Linked DNA regions of Mus musculus: all the other regions are linked to region 5. Evidence: chromatin contacts called from public Hi-C, HiCAR-type, HiChIP or PLAC-seq and promoter capture Hi-C data. All regions are on one chromosome and are shown on one strand. Each heading gives the region's core, a stretch centred on a gene start, on an enhancer-like site or on the middle of the called end of the contact. The rest is flanking DNA. Distances are from core to core; before and after follow the strand shown.

Evidence for each region. Promoter capture Hi-C pulls out the DNA fragments that hold promoters and counts their contacts. A called contact is a pair of places that touch in the nucleus more often than the background predicts. HiCAR-type assays count read pairs that join an accessible place to other places. HiChIP or PLAC-seq counts read pairs in DNA pulled down with a chosen protein or histone mark.
Region 1: a HiCAR-type map of astrocytes shows a contact between it and region 5, with 6 times the contacts expected there. The contact joins the promoter of Gdap1l1 here to the promoter of Top1 in region 5.
Region 2: a promoter capture Hi-C map of pre-B cells shows a contact between it and region 5, with 8 times the contacts expected there. The contact joins the promoter of Actr5 here to the promoter of Top1 in region 5. A contact is called at or near these places in 11 of 39 promoter capture datasets (the 3T3-L1 cell line, 3T3-L1-derived adipocytes, the C10 cell line and 7 more), 9 of 115 datasets of contacts at active chromatin or transcription factors (SST interneurons, VIP interneurons, astrocytes and 5 more) and 1 of 9 other capture datasets (liver).
Region 3: a contact with region 5 is called in an H3K4me3 HiChIP or PLAC-seq map of embryonic forebrain, with 6 times the contacts expected there. The contact joins the promoter of Snhg17 here to the promoter of Top1 in region 5. A contact is called at or near these places in 1 of 39 promoter capture datasets (cranial neural crest) and 2 of 115 datasets of contacts at active chromatin or transcription factors (embryonic forebrain and embryonic stem cells).
Region 4: an H3K4me3 HiChIP or PLAC-seq map of pro-B cells shows a contact between it and region 5, with 9 times the contacts expected there. The contact joins the promoter of Mybl2 here to the promoter of Top1 in region 5. A contact is called at or near these places in 1 of 39 promoter capture datasets (pre-B cells), 1 of 484 Hi-C or Micro-C datasets (B cells) and 7 of 115 datasets of contacts at active chromatin or transcription factors (embryonic stem cells, extraembryonic endoderm stem cells and pro-B cells).
Region 6: a promoter capture Hi-C map of liver shows a contact between it and region 5, with 3 times the contacts expected there. The contact joins the promoter of Ralgapb here to the promoter of Top1 in region 5. A contact is called at or near these places in 7 of 39 promoter capture datasets (cranial neural crest, frontonasal cranial neural crest, hippocampal neurons and 3 more) and 1 of 115 datasets of contacts at active chromatin or transcription factors (extraembryonic endoderm stem cells).
Region 7: a contact with region 5 is called in a Hi-C map of CD4 T cells, with 17 times the contacts expected there. The contact joins the promoter of 2310001K24Rik here to the promoter of Top1 in region 5. A contact is called at or near these places in 1 of 39 promoter capture datasets (cranial neural crest) and 1 of 484 Hi-C or Micro-C datasets (CD4 T cells).

Annotation. Positions count from the first base shown.
Region 1 is chr2:163,437,051-163,440,279 of GRCm38.p6, reverse strand. It overlaps Gdap1l1 (ganglioside-induced differentiation-associated protein 1-like 1), which reads right to left and starts at 1,813. Exons shown (of 6, transcript NM_144891.2): 1 at 1,555-1,813. The coding sequence starts at 1,734.
Region 2 is chr2:158,623,633-158,626,729 of GRCm38.p6, reverse strand. Actr5 (ARP5 actin-related protein 5) reads right to left here and starts at 1,817. Exons shown (of 9, transcript NM_175419.4): 1 at 1,214-1,817; 2 at 174-403. The coding sequence starts at 1,588.
Region 3 is chr2:158,360,197-158,363,105 of GRCm38.p6, reverse strand. Snhg17 (small nucleolar RNA host gene 17) reads left to right here and starts at 1,584. Exons shown (of 6, transcript NR_027887.1): 1 at 1,584-1,701; 2 at 2,036-2,163; 3 at 2,507-2,642. RefSeq lists a cis regulatory region at 1,376-1,652.
Region 4 is chr2:163,053,301-163,056,235 of GRCm38.p6, reverse strand. It overlaps Mybl2 (myeloblastosis oncogene-like 2), which reads right to left and starts at 1,601. Exons shown (of 14, transcript NM_008652.2): 1 at 1,388-1,601. The coding sequence starts at 1,407.
Region 5 is chr2:160,644,554-160,647,605 of GRCm38.p6, reverse strand. It overlaps Top1 (topoisomerase (DNA) I), which reads right to left and starts at 1,709. Exons shown (of 21, transcript NM_009408.2): 1 at 1,344-1,709; 2 at 974-998. The coding sequence starts at 1,376.
Region 6 is chr2:158,408,003-158,411,164 of GRCm38.p6, reverse strand. Ralgapb (Ral GTPase activating protein, beta subunit (non-catalytic)) reads right to left here and starts at 1,312. Exons shown (of 30, transcript NM_001291138.1): 1 at 1,062-1,312.
Region 7 is chr2:163,471,073-163,473,974 of GRCm38.p6, reverse strand. 2310001K24Rik (RIKEN cDNA 2310001K24 gene) reads right to left here and starts at 1,430. Exons shown (of 1, transcript NR_028122.1): 1 at 972-1,430. It overlaps Fitm2 (fat storage-inducing transmembrane protein 2), which reads left to right and starts at 1,346. Exons shown (of 2, transcript NM_173397.4): 1 at 1,346-1,572. The coding sequence starts at 1,400.

The DNA of each region.
Region 1 (3,229 bases), core at 564-3,063, 2.8 Mb before region 5:
ACACTCAGCAAGCAAGTAGGTGCTTGGTAAGCACATGAAAATGCATGGACAGGTCTCAGAGTGACCTTGGCTAGCTTCGACTCTTCTTTATCTAGCAATTTTTATTTTGATGCTGAGATTTGAGTCCAGAGCCTCGTTCACGTTAAGCACAAGCTCTGCTACTGAGCTGATCCCTGTTCCACCCCCTAACACTTTAACAAATCCTCACACCCTTATCAACAGACCCTCCATCCCTTACCAGGCATCAACAGCAACACTCTCTCTACACAATTTCACATCATCCTCACGGTAGCTCCCCTGCAGAAGTGACAATGTTTATTCCACTTTACAGATCAGAGCGCTTAGCCTTTGGAGAGGTAAACCGAGGCATCCAAAGCTTCATAGTGGGCCAGCGAAGAAGATGGTTCTCCCACTGGGCTCTCCCTGGCTAATCTCAGACTCAAGGACTCTAAATTGGGAGACCAAAGAGTGATAGGTAGCCCAACTTTCTCAGTATCACCTAGGTGGGCCTCTAGACTAACAGCCATCTGGGGCAGATTCTGGCAGGCTGTGTCTTAGCCAGGATCATGAAGTGATTTCAAGGCACAGTGGGGTGTGAGTAGAGCCAGCCTGGAGTACTGTTGTGTCACCCCTTAAACAGCCCCTCCAGAAACTCTACTGAGGGGTTCAAGTTCCTGGTGGCTATTATTACCTCTATCACTATCCCATTTTTCAGGTTATAAAACTTAACCTGGACCAAAACACAAATCCAAGTCTTTGTTTTCCCAAGCATTTATCTTCAGCAATACTTGCCGGCCCCCATGTGTAAAATGAAGGCATGGGACAGGGCGGTGGGGAGCTGGGGTAGTCAGGTAACAAACAGCTATGCCTTAGAACGAGTTCTGGGCTCTGGCCATGGTGCTGAACCCACTGGCTACAGACAGGACTGCTACCCAGGCAGGGTGGGAGACTGAGTCCCTTAGAACCACCAGGTATTGGGCGCAGAGCCTAATCTCACTCCTACAAAGCGGAAACCCCGGTGACAGTACTAAGGTGTACTTTCAACTGCCCCTACCCTAGAAAGGAGGGGAGTGTTCTAAGTGGTCTAAGGAGCCAAAGCCGGTCTGTGCCTTTAAGAGCAAAACAAATCTGATGGGCAAGCCAGCTGCTCTGAGGGGATGGGTTAACTCCTTCCTTCTCAGCTCTTGAGAAAGGGTGACGGCGGGAGGAAAGACTTCCTAAGTCCCTGACTGAAGAAGACCCCTGCTAGAACGAGGGCCTCAGAGCTGTGGCCCGAGAGTGTCTGGAACAGTGGATGGGATGAAAGCTGGCCTAAAGTGAGGCTTCCTCTGCTCAGCCCCATCAGGCCGCTTGCCGGCAGGGCAGGTCTGTCCCCGGCCTTTGTCTCTCTGTTCAGGTGTCCCCAGGAGGAAACGAGGCCTAAGGAGATGCTCCTGGCATTGGGGCAGGGCTCTGCGGCCCCTCAGGACAGTTCCCTCCGGGGACCCCCGGTGCTACCTGCCTCTCTCTCCGGTCCCCTCCCAGTCGCCTGTCCGCACCCCGCGCCCGCTCTACCTTCTGCGAGCTGAAGGACTGGGTCCAGTGGTACAGAACCAGGCTCTCCTTGGGCCAATGGGCGGGGCTGGATGCCTCGGGCGCGTCGGGGGTCTCCACCGGCTTGGCTGCATCGCTCTCCAGTGCCGAGATGGGCCACCAGCTGCAGTTGGTGGGGGTCAGGTTGTTGGGGGTCGCCATGACAGCCCGCGATCCGAGGAAGGAGGAAGGAGGCGGCTCGGCAGCGGCTCGCTGGCGCCCAGCATCACATGGCCTCTTCGAGCCTGCCCCTCTTCCTCCTCCCCCTCCCCGCGATGTCATTACTCACTGGGTGCAGGAGGAGGGGCAAGGGGATCCCGGGGCTCTTTCCTCCTCCTCCCAGCTGGAGGTCCTCCCTGAGGGCCCTAGGGAGGGAAGGTTGCAGAAACCCGGGCCAAGCCCCCCAGAGCGCTCACAGTTGGTCAGTCACCTGCCAAAGACTTCACCATAATTACGCATTTGTGCCTCTCAATCTTGCGGAAACACTTCTTAGTTTAGATAAATGGCAGTATAGAGGTCTGTTAACCCTTTTTCACAAGTAGTGTCTGGAGATAGCTTTATTTGAAACTCCATTTTCTGATGTTCCCCTTCCTAAAGGGTTTCCAACAGCAGAAGGGGATGAATTGTAATTTGTTAACCACATCGGCACTTTCTCTCTGCCCAGGCACAGGCACTAAGGGCTTTCCAGCGGTCTACCCCTTTGGCCTGATTTACAGAGGAAGAAAGGGAGGCTCAGAGGAGAAGTGACCTTGCTCAAGGTCATAGAGCTGCTAACTGGTGGAGCTGAGATTCAAACTCAAGGCTGGCTTCATACAGGACGGGACTGGCTCGTGATTCAGCAGTCCTGCAAGCAGCAACTCAAGCTCTTTAAAGGAATCATGTGTCTTAGCTATGTAGACATGACTTTCCCAGGTGAGGAGGGGTACCATTGGTGGGATCCTAGGTGACACCATTACCCTAGGATATGTAGCCAGGTAGGAGTCTGTAGACAGCCCTTGTGCCTCTCCTGTAGGAGATTTTAAATGTTCTTTGGAACTTAGGTAAGGTTACCTAAGCATACCCATGCTTCCCCTGGAAAATATTTTATTAGATATTTATTTATTTGTATGTGTATGGGTGTTTTTGTCTGCATGAATATGTCTGGGTGCCAGATGCATGTCTAGTGCCCTCGGAGGCCAGAAGAGGTGTCAGATCCCCTGGAATTGGAGTTACAGTTGTTAGACACCATGTGGATTTGAACACCAGTCCTCTGGAAGAACAGCCAGTGTTCTTAATAGCTGAGCCACCTCTTCAGTCCCAGAATATGAATGTTATTAATGTCATAATTTACCTTTGAGAAGTGGACCCCGAGATAGTAGTTGAAAAATACAGTTGCTGGCCCCTAAAGAGTGGGAGAAGTTATAAGAAATATATCCTTGGGCAATGTCTGCAAACGTCACAGAATGTACTTATGTAGGCCAATTTTACTAAGAACCCCTGTCTCGTGAGCCCGTTTGTCGAACCCTGCTCTTATGAGTTAGTGTAACTGGGAGAGCAGGCCTCACTGTTTGCTGTTTCGGAGTCCTGGACACTTCACCTCACAGACAGTGTTGAAGACGTGGCTGGTCTTTTTTTTATTTTTATTTTTATTTTTATTTTTATTTTTATTTATTTATTT
Region 2 (3,097 bases), core at 568-3,067, 2.0 Mb after region 5:
CCCAAAGGGCAGGTAGAGTAACTTCTGAAGGCACTCACTGATGTAGGTCTGAGCCCAGCTCAGTTAAACCACCTAGCACTTCCCAGACTTTCCAACAGGCACCTTTTACGTCCCATGATTCCAGGCAGCCCTAAAACGATGCTTCTCCCACACAATGCCACGGCACAGCTCACCTCCCTTCCAAGACCGGTAAGATGTGTGTGCACTGGTAGCCGGATGAAATGATGAGGCCGCTGGAAAGGGCATTCTTGGGCACGTTGTGGTAGAAGCTGAAGAGGCTGTCTATCCCATAGGCAACCTTCGGGATCCTGTAGCATTCGAAAAGGAGCTCCGACATCATTTGACGGGAGTAGAGGGGGTTACACACAGCCTCTGTCAGAACTATGGGATGATCAACGCAGCCCTACTTTGAAAGACAAGCACAAAGAGACAAACGGAAGCATGCATGAAATGCAAAAATAACCCCAAATCCTTACGCAGGACAGAATTTACTTTTGAACTCTAATTTAAAACACGAGGTCGTGGAGGGAGACACTCAAGGCCAGACACGAGGACTAGAGAGAACACATTAGAACCCAACTCTGTTTCCCAGCACCTAATCTCTGACTCCAGTCACAGAAGATCACCTGCCTAAGGCACCTACACTCTTGTACACATTCTCACACATATAACTTTGAAATAATACATCTTTTAAAAGGTGCTCACGGGCCATTTTAAAGAATACATTTCATCTCTATTGGAGATTATTTTGGGAAGCCAAAATAACATGATCAATTTAAGCTTTTCGTAGGTCTGTCTGTCTGTTGGTTTTTTGTTTTTTTAAGATAAGGTTTCTCTGTGTAGCCCTGGCTGGCCTTGAACTCACAAACATCTGCCTGCTTCTGCCTACCGAGTGCCCGGATTAAAGGGCCGTGAACCCATGCCCGGTTCATTTTAAGTTTATTAAGTCAAGCTTTGGCTAAACTGTTAACTGATAAACCCCGTTGGTTTTATCTTCAAAATACTTCCAGGATCGGACTGGTGCTGGTAAAACTCATCTCACTTGGACTATTGCAAACTGGACCCTTGTGCCTGAGACAGCCCATCCTCTGGAAGATAAAGACTTCGTGGTGTACCCTTAGCTCCTAGCACAAGGCTGACGAACTTGTGTTCAATACCCTACTGCCTGGCATGACGGCTGAAGCCGAGCGCGCCCTGCCCGGCAGGCCCTCACCTGCGAGGAGACGCCGAGGTGCTGGAAGCTGTAGTCCAGCAGCAGTTCCTGCAGTTCCAGGTTGACCGGGACGTTGCGATCGAAGGGCGAGCGCAGCATCCAGCGCAGAGGCTCCAGGCTTCCCAGCGCGTTGCCCACCTGCGGCCCCGGCCCGCCGCGCGCCCCGCCGCGGCCGCGCGCACACACGGCGCGGAACTGCAGGCGAGGCTCGGGACCGGGGTCCGGCCCGGGGCACGCCCACCCGGCCCGAGCCTGGAACGACCCGTTGTCCAGCACCAGAGGCACCGGCTGCGACCCGAAGGCCACCGGCCCGGCTTCGAGCACGGGATCCGGAGCAGAGCGGGCATCTCGGAAGCGGAACACGTTGGCCTCCATCTTGGCCAGCGCCGGTCCCGCCCCGAAGCCGAGTGCGTCACGAAACCCCGGGCCGCGTCTGAGTCTCTGGGCCCCGAAGCGTCCGGAAGCCTCCTCCTTACGGGAGGACTCGCTGGTTTCAGCACCTGATTCCCGCCTGGCGCTCCAGAACTTTCTGTGGGTTTCTATTCCCCGCTGATCCAGGCCTCAAGTCCAACCGTAGCTCCAGCTTGTCCGCAACAGCCTCCTTGTGGCCACGCCTCTTCGCGCTAACTGGCTGTCCACGAGCCCCGCCCCCAGCTCCGAACATGGAGGCGTAGCCACGCCCCTTGCTCTAACTAAGGGACCAAAGGCTCCACCCACACTGGGCTGGACTCCGCCCCTCCCTGTCCCCTTACTCTCCCTTGGTCTCTGTCTGCATAGCCTTGCAGATCTAGCCCTTAGTTTTGTGACCGTGTTAAGCTAATCTCCTTCCCCTTTGACTTCTTTTTCTGTTCATTTGTTTATTTATTGCGTGATGGGTGTGGGAGCGTGCCAAGATGCCTGTTCTCTTCACCCAATAGGTTCCAGGGATGGAACTCAGGGCCCTCAAGGGCCCAGTCAAACTCCAAACTCTGAGGTACTACTAACTTCAGTTTCTGGGAGTGGCAGCTAAAATGAATATTTAGTGAGTTTGTAAAAATTCATCAAGCTGTCTACTTAAGATTGAATATTTCACTTTTTGTTTTGTTTTGTTTGGTTTGCTTTTTTGAGACAGGGTTTCTCTGTGTAGTTCTGGTTATCTTGAACTTACTCTGTAGACCAGGCTGGCCTCGAACTCAGAAATCCGCCTGCCTCTGCCTCCCAAGTGCTGGGATTAAAGGCGTGTGCCACCACTGCCCTGCTTTGTTTTTGGTTTTGTCTTTGTTTTTGTTTTTAATCATGTCGTTGTATCTCATGCTGGCCTTCAACTCTCAGCCATCCTCCTGTTCCAGCCTTTTATGTATTAGGGTTATTGACATCTCACACACACACACACACACACACACACACACACACACACAGATACACACACAGACACACCAGTTTACCCCTTGTTTTGGAGTGCATTCTATAAAAGCTTCTGGAATACAGAAGAGGATATGGGAGATAATTTTTTTGAGACTGGATCAAGTGGGAGATAATTTTTTTGAGACTGGATTAAGTGTCTTCATTTTATCCATTGCCTGATTGAACATTTGACTGAATTCCTACCAGGACGGCTCCACCCGATAAGATTGCCCTGAAAGCCTGCTGACCATCCTCCCCTCTCCCACCCACCACCCAGCTTGCAGCTGTTGTTTGGGGCTTAGACACCCTGATCACCACTCCAGCATTGTTTTTTTTTTCTCTTTCCTCTTTCCCCAAGCACGCCACGACAACTCAAGTTTTCTGTTTTCTTGATTGCTGTATTTTCTTTCTTCTTTTAAGCTTTAGCCCTGCACTTTGAAGGCTGGTTTATTTACATGACGTTTTAAGAAAAGTGGCAAAAAAAAAAAAAAAAAAGCCGGC
Region 3 (2,909 bases), core at 335-2,834, 2.3 Mb after region 5:
AGATGTGCCTAGCCTATTGTCTTCTAGGTGATTCTGAATCCTGTCAAGTTGGCAATATTAACCATGACAATGCTGACACAATATCTTGTTACAGTATTAAATTCATAAAAATACATCTACCTTTTGCCTTAATTTCTTAAAAAAAGATTTATTTATTTAATGGATAGGAGTACACTGTAGTTGTCTTCAGACACACCAGAAGAGGGCATCAGATCTCACTGTAGAAGGTTGTAAGCCACCATGTGGTTGCTGGGAATTGAACTCAAGACCTCTGGATGAGTGGTCAGTGCTCTTAACCGCTGAGCCATCTCACCAGCCCTAAAAAATATATATATATATATTTAATATATATTTAATATATATTTATATATATATTTAATATATATTATATATATATATATTAAATATACTTATTTAATATATTTAATATATAATACATATTTAATATATAATATATATTTAATATATATTTTAATAATATATATATATATTTTTTAATGGTTTTTTGAGACAGGGTTTCTCTGTATAGCTCTGGCTGTCCTGAAACTCACTTTGTAGACCAGGCTGGCCTCAAACTCAGAAATCTGCCTTCCTCTGCCTTCTAAGTGCTGGGATTAAAGGTGTGCGCCACCACGCCTGGCTTCCTTCCTTCCTTCCTTCCTTCCTTCCTTCCTTCCTTCCTTCCTTCCTTCCTTTCTTTCTTTCTTTCTTTCTTTCTTTCTTTCTTTCTTTCTTTTAATGCTATGCCTGCGAGTGTTTTGCCTGAAATACTATGTGTACCACTTTTACAGGCAGTGTTTACAATGTACAGAAGAGGGCGTCATATCCCCTAGAACTGGAGTTACAGACAAACATTAGGCTCTCTGTATGAGTACTGGGAATTGAACTCAGGTCCTCTGCAATTGCTTTAAGTCACTGAGCCATCTCTCCAGCCCAGACTATCTTTTGTCTTTAAGTCACCCTTAGAGGCGGAAGAGATGGCTGGCTCAGAGGTCATTTGGACTCTTTCAGTGGAGTTCCTTCTTCAGCCCCAAGGGCAGAGCTGCTGTACATAGGGCCAAGAGCCACATTTGGCCTAGGATCCAAGCAGAGTTTGGGAGTATGAAGACTTGGAAACACGTGAGCTCCTTCTCAAACATCTGTCTCTCATCTGTTACTTGGATCAGGACTTTTCTGGTTAAGGGAATCGTCCCATCGGCCTTATGATTTTTAGGTAGACTTTTAGCAAAGCATTCATTCTTTGCTCTCATCCCTTCCACATGCCAGTCTCAAGCCACTACTGACCTCGTGTGGTGGTGTTTAAAGTCATCATTTGTTCCTTTGTGACACCACTGAGCCATGTGCTGTGGAATCAGTAGTTTGTAAGAGAGGTCTGCTTCAGAACAAACAGAAAAAATACGGCAAACGAGAGACAGTTTCCTCCTAAAACGTATCATTGTTTAAAAAAAAAAAAAAATTAACTTAATATGTTCAAACAGTTGTTAGTCTCCTCTCCTCGTGGGGGCGCTGGAGGGCCCGCCGCTCGGAGATGCTGCTCTAGGCTGCAGCGTGCTTTGTCATTTGTTCTTCCGCCAGCGCCCATCGTGAAGACCACAGTTTCCTGTCGCGTGGATGTGTTTCCTCTCTGGCCATTGCCATCCGCCCAAATCTACAGACATCCCGCATGTTCCCGGGCTCGTCTCCCCAATACAGGGCACCAAGGTGAGTGCAAGGTGCATGGGCAGCGCCGTTTCCTCCATCAAGGAAACCGGGCTGCGGGCCGTCGGTGGGCGGCTGGTCTGCTGGGTCTAGAGGAGGGAGGGCCTCAAGCCGCGTGCTTTTCACCGTCTGAGTATCTGAAGCCTCAAAGCCATGTCTGTCGCCTACAAAAAGTGGGTCGGTGTTTACGACCTGTGTCCCATGTTTTTAGCATCCTACCAAGGCGAATCCATTGACCAGGATTTAAGTTGAGACTCCCCCAGGACCCCGGGTGCAGCATCTGGGTCCCCCTGCCCCGCCCTGCCTTGCGCCGCAGCCGCTTCCGTTGTCCTGCCAGGCTGTAGACTGCGCAGCCCTCCTGGAGACAGATGGAAGCTCCTTGGGTCGACAGATTACAGCTTCTGGAACCCCCTACTCCCTTCAACTCCGAGATGGACACCCACTGTCCAGGGAGAGGATGCCTGGGTAAGTGCTCTGCTATTCGGGAGCAACTTGAAGCCCGGGTGCCTGTAATTGGCCTTCCCATGGGTACCAGCAGAGGGGTGGTGTGGAGTTCTGATTACTACTTTTGAGGAGGTCGACAAAGCCACTGTGCAGAGAGAAGCTCGGTGAGGGCTCGAAATAACCAAGGGCAAGATTCTGGGGACAGTTCTGTTCCATGTTGCATAGTGGGGATTACAGAGGAAAGGGGGGGGTGTCTATGCTCCGTGGTTTGCTACCTGGCAGCTTTTGTGTTTGGGATTCTGGGTGCTTTCCCAGGTAACTGGGTGCTGTTCATGTGGCTCACCTGGGCTTATTGTATTTGCAGAAATAACAGCTGGGATCTACAGTGGCCAAAGAGTTGTCTCCGTCTTGCTACATCGACAAACTGGTGCTCCTGAGTGAGGATTGTGCCCTGGGATGGGGGATTCAGTTTCTTCATTTATAGTTGGAAGTGGGTGAAGGTGAGGTGAGGCTGGGTTCTTTGAGGTGTGCCTGCTTGTTGCTGTACCCACTTGGGATCTGTGTCTTGTGTGTCCTGTGTTCCCACTGTCGCTTCTGTACCCTTCTGCTTTACTCTGGTGGGTGGAGAGCAGAATGGAAAGGAGCCAGAAGATTTTGGGGGTCATATGCACCATCCAGATTTCAGCCACTGCTCTCTGCTGGCTTCCGGGCCTTGTCTGGTTCTTGATTTCCTCATCTGAAAAATGGGACTACCTCTGTGACATAAG
Region 4 (2,935 bases), core at 352-2,851, 2.4 Mb before region 5:
TGCTACCCGGCATGGTCACACTATTAAACAGATGGGAGTATCCATCAGTCACACACCTTCTTGCGCATTCTCAAGGGCTCCATTTAACAGACGGGAAAAGTGAGGCCGACAACGATTATGTCACACCAAGCTCCACATTTTTACACCCTAACCTCCCTAGGAACCGTAGCATGAAAAGCAGAGGCCAGTGTGCTGTTTAAAGAAAAGTCACACTTTTGTATATACACATACCCTTTCTCTTGCCCTTGTACGTTCTGGGCTATGCTCCAGGGAAAGGTGAGTCAGAGGCCAAGAGGGAAGTGGGCCACTGGGGTACAGGGAGTCACACCATGTGGCAGAGAAAGGCTCGTGAGGATGCAGGGGCACAGAGTCCACACTTCACAAAAGAGACCCTCAGATAAGCCCGGGGCTCTGGGATTAGTACTTCCAGATGCCCTTCCTGGGCACTGAACTGTCCTAGACACCGGGGCATGGGAAGCCACCCTGATCAGCACCCACAGACCAAACCAATACCCAACCCAGCCACGAAGAACTCTGCAAGTAAGCAAGCAGGCATCTCTGTGCCTTATCTTCATCCTAGGCCAGGTTCGGCCATCTGAAGACGGTGGAAAGGCGTTCTGAATTGGAAAGACCCAGAAGGAACACAGCAGAACCCAATTATCCCACGCCTTAGAAAGGCTGGAAAGCCCCGCGATTAGGCCCCAGATACACAGGTGTCCCAAAAGTCCAGACTTGACCCAGCCACCTAACCTCTAGGGAACTAAGAGGGAAACCCAGTTCCTGCCTTTGGCTCAGAGGCTGCTAGCAGAGCAGTCTCGTTGCACACCAATAGTCTTTACTCATCCCCAACTGCCCAAAACTAGCGTGGGACAGGAAGAAGGCTTCTGAAACCAAACCGAACCGGCCGCCGAAACCCCATGAGACAACGAATTCCCCGTCTCGCATCCCGCGGAGGGCCCAGGGGCTTTGTGCTTCCCGGAATGCTAACAAGAAAGGAACGCCAGCAAATTCGAGCCACTCTTGATCGACAAGTGTCTCCCAGGCTTCTGCCTTCCACTCGCTGCGACAAGGGGAGACATTCTCCCTACCCAGTAATGGGCCTCCAGCTGACACCGCGAGCGACAGCCTTCCTTCCCCACCCTGCAATTAGGCGGGAGATGATGGACCTCACCCAGGGCTGGGACCCGGTCTAGAGGGGGAACCCGCGCTTTCAGACTCCCGGGCCCAGGAGGCCCAGGAACCGAGCGAGGGGGTCCCGATAGCCTCTTAACGTGGCGCGCGCCCCTGCATCGGGCGGCGCAGGGTGCATTTCTCCCGGGGATCCCCATCTCACGCTTGCCGACCCAAGGAGAAGGGAGAGGACCCCAGCGCGCCCGCAGCCTCTCACCAGCGCGTCCGCCGAGACATCCCCCCGGCCCGGACCCCGCCGCACCCTTACGCCCGCCGGCCGAGCCCGGAGCGGGAGCCGGGCCGGGGTCAGGACTCAGGCTGCTCGAGCCGCTCCGGGCCCCAGGCGGTGCTCTCAGGCGTCAGCGTGTCTGCAGGTCTGGTCGCACGTTCCCAGGAACTGCAGCTGCCTAGGGAGCGCACAGAACCACTTTCCTATCTCCCGCCAAGTGCGTCGGCGCCGCCCGGCCCTGGCGCGCGAGCGCAGGGGCGGAGCATACGGAAGGGGCGAAGCGTACAAGACACGAGGGGCGGAGCCCGCGCGCCAGAACCCTAGGAGGGGCCTACTGTAGGGGCGGAGCCCAAGCATGGGGAAGAGGGGAGTGGTTTACCGGAGGGCAGAAACCGAATGTGCAAGCGGGCAGATGCTCTGTTAGTTGGCAATCTACTGTGTCCAGATACACCTACCTTAGGGATTCAATGAGGCGCGAGGCCTGGCTCTGTGTGAATCTTAGATAGACCCCGAGCCACACACATAGCAAAGACTGGAAGAACTGAATAGGAGAAACTTCCCGCCCAAATTGTCACTGCTTGGGACGGTCCAAGCCACTATCCCTAGAGCCCCCATGCTCCCTTTGACTGGGTTTGTATCTTTTCCTTTGCAAGCCTCTTGCTTCTTCAGCTGCCTCAGAGAGACCCAGCTCAAAATCCCAACATTTCTCTCACCAAACTTAAACCTCTCTTCTGTCCGGGTTAAATCTTTGTAACTCCATTTAGTAACGGCCTTCCAGATCACCACGCCAAGACACAGAGAGGCGAAATTAAGTCTTGCAGCTTTTGCTTGGGCCGTATTTGGACCAGGAACTCCCCACATCTTCCCCGACTGGGGTCTCCTGCCCATCTGCTTGCATTTGTGCGCATTTCCTCTGCTGAACTGTGAGCATTCTGGGATCCCAGCAGCCTTTCCTAGGAAATGTATTAAGCCCAGGGGGAAGGCTTGTTGGCTTACGTTCAATTTCTGATGGCAAGGGTTGTCTCTTTCAGGTTGTCATTTACTACCTAAAAACTGAGTGTCATCTTACTGGGACTCCCTGAAAGGATAGGAGCCTGGAAGAACCCCAGCCAAATGCCCTTTAGGCTCAGGCCTCAGATCTCTTTCCAAAAACTGCTGGCCCCTTTTAGACAGTACAACTCCGAAAACTTCATTTACTACAGAAGGATGAAGACTTGAAAGCTACAAGTTTTCACCTGGCTTAATTCAAGGCTTCCCCCCACCCCTCTCCCTTCAAAGGAGTTCATGTGGATCGCTGCTCTTCACGGCTAGTGTGCTTTACAGTGAGATCTCCTCGGGGGTGATTCCCAGCCTACCTTTCCCTAGTTCCATTATCTCAAATTATCAAACTTCTCCATGCCTGCTTCCTCACCTACAAAAACAGTTCATAGAAACCTTTGATCTTCATAACAACCCAATGAGTTATATGCTTGTATTACCCGATAGCAGATGGAGAAACTGAGGCACTGACTTCCCCAAACTGTAGTTCTAGAGTTT
Region 5 (3,052 bases), core at 460-2,959:
CTAAATGAGCAATTCAGCAACCTTTCGGAACAAGCACAATAAACTGTGTCTCAAAAATAACCCAAAAAACAAAAAACTCTACCTTGCCACAATAGGAAGTTCTGGTCACTAATACTTTTAATTTTTTTTAAAGAATATATGCTCAAGTCCAACACTCACACTAGATGACACACAGACAACCTGAAAACTTTTTTAAAGGGAGTTATCTTTGCAAACAGCACAACTTGGGAAAACAATCCCAAAATACAAAGAACTCCACAAAAGATGGCTTTAGTTTCAAGAACTGTAACTGCTATTATAAACATCTCACCATTTAAAAAATAAAAGGACTAAAAACAAAAAACAAAAGAAACAAAAAAAACCCATAAAACCCTTAGCTGCCTAAGGGAATCTTTCGTTCTGGAATCACAAAAATTAAAAAAGAAGAAGAAAGCAAGCAAACATGAAGCAGAAAGCAAGTAACTTCCAAAATAAAGTTCTATTAAGAAAAAATAAAAGATAATTCCGTCCCTAAGCCTTCCTTCTTTGGTGAGGTCTGTGATTTATATGGCTCTGCTCTGCAGAAAGCTCTTTCTGGACAGCTCAAGGAAGGAGCTGAGGGAGGGAGAGAAAGACACAGGCACAGAAAGGAGAGGAGAGAGAAAAAGAAAATGGCGCAGAGACTAAGTCCCGACCGTCGACAAGGCGACTTTCCCGGGAAGAATCCCGGCGGAGAAAGGCCGCCCGAGACCCAGCGACGGTCGACGCGGGGTCTCCGGTGCCCCCTCTGGAGAAGGCCGTGATCTGGGGGTGCTGAGACCCCGGGAAAGGGGGTCCAGAGGCGGCCCGATGGGAACAATGGGGCCGGTGAGCGAGGAGCCGGGACTTAGTCTCTGGGACGCCATGTCTGTCCTCTGCCCGGCTCCGGCCCGGCGCGGGGGAGGCAGGCAGCGGCGTGTGGGGACACTTGGGGCGGGGCGGGGGGCACACTCACCATTCAATCGGAAATCCGCTTCGATCTGAGGAAAGAAAAGGAGGGAAGATGAAACAACCGGCACATGAAGCCCCGGGGCGGCGGACGAGAGCGCGCGGCCGGGGGCCGGGGCTCGGGCCCACCCGGCGCCCCGGAACCCAGAGGCCCGCGAATGGCCTACCCGGGGCTGCCATCCCCCCACCAAACTCCAACTTGACGGCTCCGCCCGGGACCCGGCCATCCAAGCGACTCCAACCGGCCGCCCCTCATCGCAGACTCGGGCCTGTCAACCCGGCGCGGCCGGCTGGGGCTGGGACCGGGGCCCTGGCCGGGGCCGGAGCCGGCCCGGGCCCGAGCAGCTGGGGACGAGTCGGGGGCCGGCTGGTCGCACCTGGGAATCGTTGTGGAGATGGTCCCCGCTCATGTCGGCCGGCGTGCGAACGCTGCGGGCTCAGAGGCAGCGCGGGGGAAGAGAGGCGGACGGCAGGGACGGCCTGAACGGGCGGACGAAGCTCCTGAGAAGCACGAACAGACGGCGACAGCAGCCACCGGCCCGAGACTCCCGGGACAGTGGAGGAGGCAGCGGCGGTAGCGACGCGACTGACAGACTGCCGGGCGGGCGGACAGCGAGAACAGACCCCAGCAGTTGTGTAACAGCCTAAGTTCGCATTTCCCCTCACTGCGCCTGCGCGGCCGCTTTTAAATGGGACGTCGTCGTCGACGTCAGCGCTCGTGGAAAGAGGCTGAGGGTTGCGGCGGGTCTCTTAGAGGTCCGGGAGACAGAGCCGGTTTTGCCTCGCAAGTTCCGCCCCTTTATTAGCATACGGACTTAACTCCGCCCACTCTCTGCTTTCTGCCTTGCTACGGGACTGGCGTTCTCAGAGGCGGGACACCGGCTCTAGCAGCACGCAGGCGCAGCGTGGACACCGCCTCTGGACCTTGGACACCCGGGCGGCCACGTGGTAGGCCTTTAAAGGCCGCGGCGGGACCCAGCTAAGCTGGCCAGGGACCGTGTCTCCAGCTTCTGCATCTCTAGAGCCAGACAAGTTTGATCCGCACGTACCTTGGCTGCCCCGATCTTAGTTCACCAGCAGCCGTAAGGCATTTAGCTGGAGTCTCCTCACAGCCTTTGTCCAGACTTCTGGAATACTTCACATCCATTTATTTATTATTTATTCTTTTTTTTTGTAGGGGGGGGTGTTCGAGACAGGGTTTCTCTGTGTAGCCCTGACTGTCCTGGAACTCACTCAGTAGACCAGGCTGGCCTCGAACTCAGAAATCCTCCTGCCTCTGCCTCCCACGTGCTGGGATTGAAGGCGTGCGCCACCACCGCCCAGCACTTCACACCCATTTTTAAAAATTATTTTAATTTTTCAGTCAGGTTTAGCTCCAGTTTACAGTCATGTAGCCCTGTGTCACAAGTACCCTACTGCATTTGTTCTTTTTATAAACATTTATTAAGCGCCTACTGTGAGACAGGAATTAGTTTGATGTGAGAGGGCTAATATTCCAAATCAAAGGGAATTGGACCCCCAGGTAAATGGATCCTGGTTCTAACCAGGACTGTACCCTGAGAGAACTTTATTTAGGGAACACCATACTATAAGGTCTGCCCTGACTCCTCACAGTCCTGGGTGTGGACCATCGACCACTATCAAACTGTCTTGAGGGATTAATGACATTAGCAATTGGATTTGCAAGAACATCCCAGGCTGAATTCATCTCCAGTCTGGCTCAATCCCCCATATAAATAAATTCGGAAAATGTTCATAAACATTGAGTGATAAACACTTAGGGTTAATTCTTGTGAATATTTCAAAACTCAAGCCAGCTGGGCAGTGGTGGCATACGCCTTTAATCCCAACAGTTGAGAGGCAGAGGCAGGCGGATTTCTGAGTTCGAGGCCAGCCTGATCTACAGAGTGAGTTCCAGGACAACCAGGGCTACTTAGAGAAACTGTCCCGAAAAACCAAGCTTGAAGTGCTGCACGCCCCTTTCCGCATGCTGTACCCATGTGCCTCTCTCCTTTATAACAGTTATCACAGTTGTTAAGTTACCCATATGGGAGCTAGTGACTTCTTTTCTGTCTCCTTTATATAA
Region 6 (3,162 bases), core at 63-2,562, 2.2 Mb after region 5:
CACCCTCAAGGAGGCCTACCTACCAAAGGGGTGGTAGTCTGTGGATCTAAGGAAAAGTTCTCTCTTAGTGAACAGCTACCATCCTAGCACTCAGGAGGCTGAGGCAGAGAAATGGAGAGTTCCAGCAATAGAACAAGGGCGCGCTGGGGGGAAGGGAGTGACAATATGAATTTCTGCCAGTGGAATCCACGATCTTAACAAGCATCCTCCTGCACACATAAACTGGAGAGGCACTGTCAGACCTCTGAGATTACATGCTTTCACACTTGTCAAACCTCACTATAGCCCAGAACCACTAGGGGATCTCCGGAAAGACAAATACTAGAAAGATACTAGTATTTGTCTCCCCCTACCCTCTAGACATGGTGGTTTAATTAGTTTGAGGTGCTATGGCACCAGGAATCTTTTCAAAACTCCCCAAGTGATTTTTACCGTGCATCAAAGTTGGACATCCAATGACCTAATTGGTTAAGAACCTGGATCGGACTGTCAAGGCTGCTTGAGTTCAAATTACCCAGCTCTATGACCTTGGGCACCAAAGGCGCCCGATCGCTCTGGGCCTCGGTTGCCTGGTCCGTAGAATGGGGTAACAGTCCTGCCGTGCAGGGTGCTCAAATTCCCTATCTGGCCTGGGCCTGGCGGAAAGCAAGCATTTGCGGAGGGTGGCTGTTTACTCTCCTCGCAAGCGTCACCGTGCCCTGGGCAGTAGCATCCTCACCGGACGGCAGCAACTCCACCTGCCCCTCGGTGGACCGCATCCTCCCCGGAGTTGCCGCTGCCACTCCAGACCCGCCCCTGTCCCCAGGCTGCCAGGGGGGCGCTCCGCCAGTCCGACCCTCCCGGGTTCGCTCACACCCGGCAGAATCCGCGGGCCAGGACTGTGCTCCCGCGCCCGGTGCGGCCACTTCAGAACCCAGGAATGCGCCCGCCGACGCTCGGCCCCGGGAGCAGCGGAGGTTCAAAGAGCCCCTGCCTCAGTAGCTGCTGAGGAGAGGGAAAAAAAAAAAAAAAAGCACGGCGAGAGGGGAGGGTCCGGCCGCACCGCGCCGGCCGCCGCGTACCTGAGGCGACGGGCGGGGCCCGCATCGCTGGGCGGGCGCACCGCGGGCCGCACTCGGCCTGCCGCCTCACGCGACCCGCGCCATCCGGCCCGCGCTGCCACTGCCCCGGCCGGCCCTCCACCGGCAGTCAGTCCGTCCACCCGTCAGTGACTCTCCCAGGGCGCCCAGGGGACGACGAACACCGGTCGCTTGGCCGGCCGGCTGGGCTCCGTTCAAGCAACTTCCGACTGCCAGGGGCGGTGGCGTCAAATAATTCCCCAGCCGAAGGGACTACTGCGCCTGCGCGGCGCTGCTGACCCGCGACTTCTGAAGGGACCGAGTGGGCAGCGTCAAATAAGTCTCCGAGCCTGGAGCCGGAAGCTGCGCGTGCGCAGCCGTCCCAGAGGGCCGCGCGAAGCGCGATTGCCCACACCGCCCCCTTTCGGGCTTCGGTGGAGTGGGAGGAGTAAAGTGACGGACACTTACGTCATCGCGGTGCCAGCTCCAGAAGCAATCTGGCTTCTACATGTTCTTAGTGCAGAAGAGTAAGGGGCTTCTCTATGAAAAGTTGGCTACCATTCAGGCTAAAGGAATGTCTCACATCTCAGCATTGTAGCTCTTCCTTTGCCCAGCCCCTTATTACATGGGCGCAGCATTATTATGGGCAATGTCCTCGCCAGGCCTGACGTGCTTTAAAAGGATGATTCAGAACCTGTCACCAACGAGTTGTATCTGATCGGGGAGATAAGCTATTACTAACAAGAGATACAAGTTCGAGCACCTGCCATGCACCGGACGTTTTGCAAACAGTACCACTGTCAAGAATTTCGTTTCAACTTCCACGAGGAAAGTAACAACATTTTAGACGTACTCCCCACGTGTCAGGCTGAGAGGAAAGAGGGATGGAGACAGCTTCATAGAGAGCCTGGCCTTGTGACTGACCTTGGAACTCAGAGGTGGAGGGATCAGGGTGTTAGGCTGTGCAAAAAACACATTTGTATGGAAAGCAGAGAAAACGGTGACTGTCATCCTCAGAAGAGACCATGAACCAAGTAGGAGTGAAGAAGAAACTAGTGCCCTCGTAGAAGAGATAAAACAAGGATTCTTTAAGACCACAACCTCACCTACAGGAAGAGGGGAAGGGGTGGGTAACAATGTGCCAGGACAGTGTGTGGATGAAGCAGTAAAGTTCAATTAGACAGTTTTTGATAAGTGCTTTATCACATGGTCACTATTCCAAGCCCCTCTCTCCTTCCCACTTCTACACTACAGAGGCCAAAAAGCAAAGCCCCCTCCCCTGCTTGACAGCATACCAGTGAAACAAAGTTCTAGTCCATAAAGCATAAACCAAAGTTCCAAGGGAGACTTAGGATATAAAGGAAGTCCTGAGAAATTTTGTGTCCTTCAACTTTCCCCAACTTCATGATTGGAACCATGGTATAATACAATGCCAGGAGATGTGGCAGTCATTCTGAGATCTTGCAGAAGACTCTACTATAAATGTAAAACAAGGCAAAGAAACCTGCCTCTTTAGGACACACCAAGGAAACTGCATGGACTCTGTACTCCTTTCCTGCTTTAAAGAGGGTGGTGGGCCTTATTTATACCACAATCCATTGAGTTTTCTGTTACTTGCGACCACATTCCTAACACCGAATATTGAACATCTATGGAAGATCAGACTGATAGGGTTGAAGAGGAGTGGGTGATGGGAATTGGAAAAGTGACAGACACGGAGGACTGGGAATCTTTTTAAAGCACATGGAACTGCAGACATAGCTTAGTTGGTGGAGTATTTGCCTGGTGTGTTTGAGGTCCTGGGTTTGATTCCCAGTACTACACAAACCATATGTAGTAGCATATTCATCCTTGAACTTGTTACACAGAGTGCTTTGGGCCAGCTTGGGCTACATAAGGCCATGTCTCAAAATAAAAAAAAAAAAAAAGGACTTGGAAAAATGAAAATACCTCTAGTCCCTCCACCTTGAGAGTTTAATTCATGGCAGACTTAGTTCTTTAGTTTTTTTGTAGGGAAGCTACAGGGGAGAGAGGTTTCCATTCCTTTAAATGAGGGAAAGAAGTTGTGCTCAGTTCCAACTCGAGGCTCTCTTATCATTTTTAT
Region 7 (2,902 bases), core at 181-2,680, 2.8 Mb before region 5:
ACAGAACACAGGCCTGATTTGTAGCACTTGCCAATTTCCTTAGTGCAAATACTTCTATTGTGGCTGATTTCAAGCTTCCTGTGTGATATCACAGAAGGGAGAAGAGAGCACAGAGGTGTTCCCGGGAGGCACAATGGATACAGGTAGGCTCAGGCATAGATAAACCAGATGTGATGGGACATGCTTGTAATCCCAGCACCCAAGAGGGAGGCTGAGACAGGAAGACAACACAGGTTCAAAACCAGCCCTCTCTATAAAGTGAGTTCCAGGCCAGCCAGGGTCACGTAAGAGATCCTGTTTCAAAATAGACAAACAAGAACATAAATAATAATAGAACATAGTAAAATAATTAGAAAGTGATGGGTTTGAGTTTTCACCTTGATTTTAAAGTGCTAATCTATAAACTACAGTCACTAAGGAATAACTCATGGTTGGGAAGCCCTGACTTTGACACCTAACATTACGGGCTAGGAGCTTAGCTAAGGGACAAAACTGAGTGACTGAGTCACCAGTACCTCATGTGAGCTCTGCAAACCTTGGGAGCCCAAGATGTTCAGTCAACAACACAGTTGATTCATCCTTTTTTTTTTCAGCTGATTCATTCTTACATTTATTTACTTATCTATTTATCTGTATTTATTTATTTATTTAGTGTGTGTGTGTGTGTGAGAGAGAGAGAAAGAGAGAGAGAGAGAGCAACTTATGGGAGTTGCCTTCCACAATGTGGAGAGAGCAACTTATGGGAGTTGCCTTCCACAATGTGGATCCCAAGGACTGAATCCAGGTTATTTGGTTTGGCAACAAGTGCCCTTACTTGTCTCAAAACCCGAAGTGGCACATGACTTTAATCTCAGTACTCTGGAGGTCAAGTTTAGGGGATCTCTGAGTTCGAGGCCACCCTGGTTATACAGAATGAGTTCCAAGTCAGCCAGGTCTACTTGGAGAAACCCAGTCTGAAAACAAAACAAGTAAATAAGATTTAAATTTATTAATGACTTTGCAAAGAAATTTCATCTGAAAAACCCTATAACTGACCCAATATACGGAACTCCCAAACTAGCTCTTAAGAAAGGTGGGTCTCTTGTTTGTTTTGCAGATAAAGAAAGCGAGAATCCCATCCCACAAACATGAGGGGAGCAGGTTGCCCAGGCAAAGAGCAGCCTGCAGTGATCTCAGCCAGTAGCTTGGGGGCGATGAGTGGAAGCGGCGCAGGTAAATGCAGACCTGCACTCTGCAGAGACCCATCAAGGCCACTAGAGGGAGACACGCCCTCTAGGGGGCGGAGCTTGCAGGAAGCGCGCATGCGCCCAGAGGGGATGTGGTGGTGCCAGCTCGGGCGAAGGGTAAGACGGTGGCCGAGAAGGCTCTGGAAGGCGGACGGTAGCCGAGAAGGACCGGCATGGAGCACCTGGAGCGCTGCGCGTGGTTTCTCCGCGGGACGCTGGTGAGGGCGACGGTGCGGCGCCACCTGCCCTGGGCGCTGGTGGCCGCCATGCTGGCGGGCTCGGTCGTCAAGGAGCTGTCCCCGCTGCCCGAGAGCTACCTCAGCAACAAGCGCAACGTCCTCAACGTGTGAGTGCATCGGGCTCCGGGCCCCCGCGCCCCAAGAAGCCAGTTGGATGCTGGGGCAGGCGAGTCATCGGGAGGGAGCCCTGTCTTGACAGGCGCGTCCGCGCGCGTGTCGCGACACTGGGACCCTGGGAAAGCAAGTGACATTCGCGCCTAGTATGTGAGCATTCCGATAGGAGGATCGAGTCGGTGACGGGTGGGTTATAAGTGACAGTGGGTACATTGGAGCGGCTATTCCCCCGCCCCCAGAGTTAGGCGCTTGCCCCTGTCCTGTTCAGGGAGATGTCACCTTCCTCTTGCCGGCTAGTCAGACACCCCTCTCTTAACCACTGTGGCAAAAATCCCACCGTTGACTTAAAGAACCACCTCTAGACCCACCCACCACCCCAAGAGCTTTTGCCATCCCTGCCCCATGTTAGTAGAAGCAAGCGTGAAACCTTTCACTCTGGTGACCTTTCTCCTGGATCTCCTTGGACTTTCTCAGTACTCTAAAGTGCATGGCAGTCACCCAGGAAAACAACCCCAGCCGATCTCGTTGGGACATCTCTCAAACTCCACTTATTTCTTTCCTAGTCCTTTAGAAACACTTACATCGTAAGTTTATTGCACAACACTCCGTTGGAGCTAGACAGGGAGTTTGGAAGATGAAATTGCTCCATCCATGTGAGCTTAATGCTTCAGACTAGTGAGTGTCTCCAGCTTGTGGACAATCTGCCTCTCTTGTTAATCTACTTCAAACCCGGTTTTCTCTTTTGGGCAACTGAGTCAGGTTTCTGACAGACCTTGGTTTTAACGAGGCTTTCCTTGTCAAGCCTGTGAAGGTTTTAGTAATGGGCCCTTTGGTGGCGTCTGAGAAACTACTGGAACCTAGGGAAGAAGAGCCCTGTCCTTGGCCCACCTTCATCCTTCCCCACTCGTAGTGGCTGGTCTAAGAATAGAGTGTAAGGGTGGTAGTTGTTCCAGATCTCTTTGGTGGGTGTTTTCTGCCCAGATCTCCAGGTCAGCCACCTTTCATGAGCTCAGAGGAGGCAGACATGGCAGATGTTGCTGTATCTGGCCTAATGAACCAGGAGCCCAGCAGCCTGGCACGCCAATTGTTTAGGGGTAGCCATGGATTCTAATGTTTTGTTCCAAGACATGATGCTGATTAATGGGAGGGAACTGGCAGTGACTCACTGGATCTGGAAGAGATTTTAAAAACGGTTTGGTGCCTTTGGCTTTTCTAGCTGAGGGAACTGAGGCCTGAAGATAAATAAGAGTCAGAATCAGGATTCAAACCATGGTCTTGTAGCTTGAACTAAAGCTTGCTCGCTTTCTTTCTTTCTTTTTTTCT